Regions from separate parts of the Mus musculus genome. Here region 1 is linked to region 2. A link is a contact called in public HiChIP or PLAC-seq data. All regions are on one chromosome and are shown on one strand. Each heading gives the region's core, a stretch centred on a gene start, on an enhancer-like site or on the middle of the called end of the contact. The rest is flanking DNA. Distances are from core to core; before and after follow the strand shown. Region 1 overlaps Crb1 (crumbs family member 1, photoreceptor morphogenesis associated). Region 2 overlaps Lhx9 (LIM homeobox protein 9).

Region 1 (2,755 bases), core at 83-2,582, 420 kb before region 2:
GTGCTCCTGTCTATTTCTCACAACACCAGTGATGGAGAATGGCATTTCGTGGAGGTAACAATCGCAGAAACTCTAACCCTTGCCCTAGTTGGCGGCTCCTGCAAGGAGAAGTGCACCACCAAGTCTTCTGTTCCAGTTGAGAATCATCAATCAATATGTGCTTTGCAGGACTCTTTTTTGGGTGGCTTACCAATGGGGACAGCCAACAACAGTGTGTCTGTGCTTAACATCTATAATGTGCCGTCCACACCTTCCTTTGTAGGCTGTCTCCAAGACATTAGATTTGATTTGAATCACATTACTCTGGAGAACGTTTCATCTGGCCTGTCATCAAATGTTAAAGCAGGCTGCCTGGGAAAGGACTGGTGTGAAAGTCAACCCTGTCAAAACAGAGGACGCTGCATCAACTTGTGGCAGGGTTATCAGTGTGAATGTGACAGGCCCTATACAGGCTCCAACTGCCTGAAAGGTGAGAGGAGTGGGGTGCCCCAGAGTGCTGTGCCTCTGAGCAGAGCCATCTCTAATCACCCAGGGTGCCGTCCCCTGTTAGGAAACATAAGGACCCCTCAGGACTTATGCTGGTATTTGTTCACTAATGAGATAAAATGGCATAGTCATGATATGTATTAATTATGAGTGGGTTTCATAGGATAGCTGAGCTTTTTTGGGCTGAAAAGTAAAATTAATAATAATAACAATAAGCAAATAACTCCAATTAATGTGGTGTTTTATCTAGTTAGCAAAATGCTCTTAGCAATTTGCCATTCATTGTGTATCAGAAATATATAGAAAACTTTAGTTCTTTGTACAAGATGTCATCTTTTAGAGAAAGGGGAGTTTTGGACAGAAAAACTAGTTACTGCCACGTACTAATACCACACCTTGTGCTTGCTAGAGTCTCAGTGAATAAACCCTTTGCTGATCTCTCTGTGTAACTCATACTTCCGTAAGAATCGTGGTTAAGATTAGCATGTTGACAAGCCATCAGTTCTAGTCAAGACTGTCTCCTAAAAGGCCTTGTTTTCTAAAGAGGAGAGATGTCTTCAGTCGGAAAAAGCAAGAAGACATGAACTGTATTATCAGGAAAACTTGGTAGTTGTCACGCACAGATCCGTGATTCCTCTAGTGAATCAGTTTGAAGTGGATTTCCAATCCCTCACTTTTGACATCACTCTGAAGGCTGCCATCAATAGCGATCAATACATACCTGCTCACTTTTATTATTATTATCATGTATTGAGAGGGCTGAAAGGGAACTCTAACAGACTGCTTTGAAGTTCAGCTGCAATTTACTCTAGCATTTTAGAATGAGTCCAAGAAGAACAACATATGGCAAATAGGCTACGCTGTTCCGTATGAAGGAAAATTAAAACCAGCCGTAGCCTATACTCTACTCCATGTTCAATGGCTAAGAATTATTAGAAACTATTCGCAGGTTTTCCCCTAACCACAATATTCATTACAATCATGGACCTGCTTGACAATGAGGCATGGCATCTGCTGCTCCGCGCAATATTTTAAATGGCGTGGCAAGTTGTTTTGTGATTATTTTTAAAGGTGAAATTATGCCGAGGCAATGGTTCACGTTTTGAAGAAAAATCTAATTGACCCAAAGCAATATTTTTACTACATATACAAAATAACAAACAGATGCGGACTAATTTTGACTGGCTTCCAGATGCGGTGACCCTTGAGGTTAGCACTGACCTGGGAATGCTGACTGTCCTAGGAAATAGATTCGAGAGATGCCAAGCCAGCAGGTTCTGGTTTTCTTTACATTTTTTTTTCCAACTTGGAAAATAATGAACTTTTGAAACAAAATTCCTGATTTGGTTACACTTTCCATATTCCCCCAAATAGTGTGATTACACCCCTCCACTCACACCGAGTGTAACTATATCCCCTACCCTTATACAAAGTGTGATTAAATCTTCTATTTTCACAGTTTGAAACTGTTTAGCTCAACATTTGATATCAAATGATTATAGGGCAGGAATTTCATAAAACCCTTCACTTCTGAAAATTTAGGAGGAGAATTTTAAAAGAAAGTTATATTTTTCATGTGACCCTGAGATCATAAAGTTAAAGTATTCTTTATTGCTGAGATCCATAAGGAAATATTTTCTGTATTTTATTCCTTAAACACACACACACACACTTAAGACTCCAAATGAGACTCTATATACATATAGAGCCATTCTATATGCATATTCAGGATGAGGCACACTAAAAATCAAGAGGGGAAGCCATCAAAGTAACAATTTTTTAAAGATGTATTTTATTATTCTATGTGTGTGGGTCTGAGTGTATGCTTCTGCACCAGGTGAGTGGAGATTCCCCTGGAACAGGAGTTAATGACAGTTTTGAGCTGCCTGATGTGGGTATTGGGATCAAACCTTGGTCCTCTACAAGGACAGCTCATACTTTTAACCACTGAGTCACCTCTCCAGTTCTCAAACAATGATTTTGGAACAATGCTTGCCAGTGTTAAACCCAATGAAAGAAGAAGGCATGTTGAATAAAGGGTGGAGTTATCTGAATGATACAAAATGTAGATAGACATTGCCAATATCTTGAAACTGATCTCAAGTCATTTATGCCCCCCATAAGGTTTCTGTAACAACCTGAACTGCCTGCAGTGATAACATTGTATGTCTTGCATTATGTGTTAGAAGAAGGTCTTCTGGGATATTGGTCTAAAGCAGTTGTTCTCAACCTTCCTAATGCTGTGACCCTTTAATATAGCTCCTTGTGT
Region 2 (2,712 bases), core at 112-2,611:
ATCCACCTTCACAGAAGACCAAACGGATGCGAACTTCTTTCAAGCATCACCAGCTCCGGACCATGAAATCCTACTTTGCTATCAACCATAACCCAGATGCCAAGGACCTCAAACAGCTTGCTCAAAAAACAGGCCTGACCAAAAGAGTTTTACAGGTAAGCCACATCCGTCATTGGCTTTGTTTATATCTCCTCCCTTCCCCCTGACCTTGACCGGTTCTCTTCCCTAATCACTTGGACATGACTATTTCCTACTCTGCTTCCTAGTCGGCTCCTTCCTTAGTAATCTTCCTACAGGGACTTCCTGGAGGGAACTCAGGGATGGATAGACATCCAGGATTCACATTCTCCCTACAGATGCAGAGGTGGGCTCCAAAACCTCATTGCTGTATCCGTGGCAATACTTAAACAAGTATTGCCTGTAGAGATACCCTCTCAAGTCGGGTTTAGTGTACTAGTTTCTAAGGATCTACTGTCCCATATCCACAAAATCTTGGCAGCCCACCCCTATGTTATGACTTTCCGAATTCAAGTGGCCCGACCCTAGCCCTTGAGCAGTCAAAAATAAGGCTAGTATCTCAGTAAGCTGTTAGAGTAGGAATTTTTCCATTTTACCAATTCGTAATTAAAAAACCAGGAATTCTTCCTGGTGTTGAATTTCGTTCCCAGACTTTTGGGAAGATTTATAAGATTACACAGGGTTGCCATGAGCGACCTGCCATCTCCCCCTCAGTGACCAATAGCAGACATTTTCTGCTCTCCTGTGCTTCTCTGGTAGTTTGGGGTCTGTGACTGGGAAGAGTTTGCACAGAATTTGTCAGGTGACAGACTAGCAACCGGCTTAAACTTTCTGGTGTTCCCTTCAAGTGAGTAGTTCCTACTTTGACACTTTTATTTAATGACCTCGTTTTTCCCTATTCTTTTGAGGGATGGTATATTTCCCCCTAGATTCCATGCCTTTGTTTCTTGTAGTATCTCCGTTTCAGCATCAGTTATCCCAAGTGGCACATTTAATTCAGGAATATATAAATTAAGAGAGTATAAATCTATTCTACTACTGGAATTAGTTTATTTTGAAAGAAGTAGAAAAAGTCCACTTTCTTTCCAAGAAAAAAAAATATCTAAAAGGAGAAATAGAGGAAAGAAAAGAAAAAGAGAAAAAAAAAAAAAAAGGAAGAGAGAAAAGAACTTAAAAAAAAATCGATAAAGAAATCAATTGGGATTGGTTTGCAGGTTTGGTTCCAAAACGCACGAGCCAAATTCAGAAGGAACCTTTTGCGGCAGGAGAATGGGGGTGTTGATAAAGCTGACGGCACGTCGCTTCCGGCCCCGCCCTCAGCAGACAGCGGCGCTCTCACTCCACCCGGCACTGCGACCACTTTAACAGACCTGACCAATCCCACTGTCACTGTAGTGACAACTGTGACCTCTAACATGGACAGCCACGAACCCGGAAGCCCCTCACAAACTACCTTAACGAACCTTTTCTAACATTGGTTTTTTTGGTTTTGTTTTTTGTTTTTTGTTTTTTAAAGAATTCTTTCTCTTTTTATTATTATTCTAATATTATTATTTTATTATTTACAAGACTTTTTTTCCTTCTAACCCACAAGATATTTGGGGAATAAAATAGCAGCTTGGTGTGTAGCATCTACACCACTTGGCTATGAGTTTACAGTATTGTCGCTTTTAAATGAACAAATTTGGTCTGCAAGATGTATTTGACCTTTTTTCTTTAATCAGTTTTTTTTTCAGTTGGTAAGGGAAGATTTTGAATCATTCTAATAAGTGCCTCTTAAAATTGTATGTTACTTATTTCCAGAATCTCGAAGGGAAAAAATGGTATTACGATGGGCGAATTATATTCCTTTTCCTGTGATCAGGTTATTAATTGATTTTTCTTACAATTAAAAATGCTTATATTAAAGAAATTTTTAAAAATCAAATATATTATTACTGTTTTTTAACTTGAACTACTAATTCAAGTGAAGACTATAATTAAACAAAAATGCTAATATCAGTTTTAAATAGTAATGATTAACTGGGTGGGCTGTCTGACTCAGGAATGTTACTTCCTGCTGTTAGAGTTGTATAGTCCCCATCCCAACGCTTTATTGCTTAAAAACAAAACAAAACAAAACTTAAACTCCCTGAAAATTACACTTAGAATTTGAAATTCTATACTTTTGACCTCCCAAACACACACACACACACACACACACACACACACACACACAAAGAAAACTCAGCCAGTCTCTGACTGAAACTATTCTTTGTATTTTATCATGATTTTCCTCGAGAAATGGAAATAAGCAAAATACAATTTTTAAGAAGTAAAAATATTGGCATAATTTAATTAATACTTGATTAATTGGCTTCAGCTGTACCATGATATTGTATCTGGCATTCTACATAACTTCTTTTCTTTCTTTCTTTTTCTGTTTTTTTAAACCAACTTAGTAAACTAATACCAACAATGAGAATTATTTGGTTTTCCTTTATTTTATTTTGGCACAGATTGATTTATGTATAATATCTTTTTAACATTACAGATGTGAAGTTGTGACTCTTAAGTAGATAAACTCAGAAGCCTTGTGGATGCCAGGCTGACTATATTTCCTAGTTTACAGTTAGCAAATTTTTTTCTTTTAATTTGAGGTGAAATCTTAATGGTCTGGGCAGTGGTGAATGTTCATCTATCTGCTTCTGTTGT

The links. HiChIP or PLAC-seq counts read pairs in DNA pulled down with a chosen protein or histone mark.
Region 1: an H3K4me3 HiChIP or PLAC-seq map of craniofacial prominence shows a contact between it and region 2, with 4 times the contacts expected there. The contact joins two enhancer-like sites. A contact is called at or near these places in 8 of 39 promoter capture datasets (HPC-7-derived erythroid cells, embryonic stem cells, hippocampal neurons and 4 more), 1 of 15 datasets of contacts at CTCF or cohesin (stem cell-derived epiblast-like cells), 5 of 484 Hi-C or Micro-C datasets (embryonic fibroblasts, embryonic stem cells and ventricular fibroblasts), 12 of 115 datasets of contacts at active chromatin or transcription factors (bone marrow-derived macrophages, craniofacial prominence, embryonic basal ganglia and 7 more) and 4 of 9 other capture datasets (adipose tissue, embryonic stem cells, liver and 1 more).

The regions. Positions count from the first base shown.
Region 1 is chr1:139,245,833-139,248,587 of GRCm38.p6, reverse strand. It overlaps Crb1 (crumbs family member 1, photoreceptor morphogenesis associated), which reads left to right. Exons shown (of 12, transcript NM_133239.2): 6 at 1-469. Among named protein-coding and RNA genes, the nearest start is that of Gm41960, 80 kb to the right of the region's middle. Within about 2 kb of position 1,332, at least 4 of the 459 cell types and tissues checked have an H3K27ac peak or open chromatin away from gene starts, as enhancers often do. A contact at or near this core is called in craniofacial prominence, where this site is marked.
Region 2 is chr1:138,830,145-138,832,856 of GRCm38.p6, reverse strand. It overlaps Lhx9 (LIM homeobox protein 9), which reads left to right. Exons shown (of 5, transcript NM_001042577.1): 4 at 1-155; 5 at 1,233-1,913. The coding sequence ends at 1,490. Among named protein-coding and RNA genes, the nearest start is that of Lhx9, 11 kb to the left of the region's middle. Within about 2 kb of position 1,361, at least 52 of the 459 cell types and tissues checked have an H3K27ac peak or open chromatin away from gene starts, as enhancers often do. A contact at or near this core is called in craniofacial prominence, where this site is marked.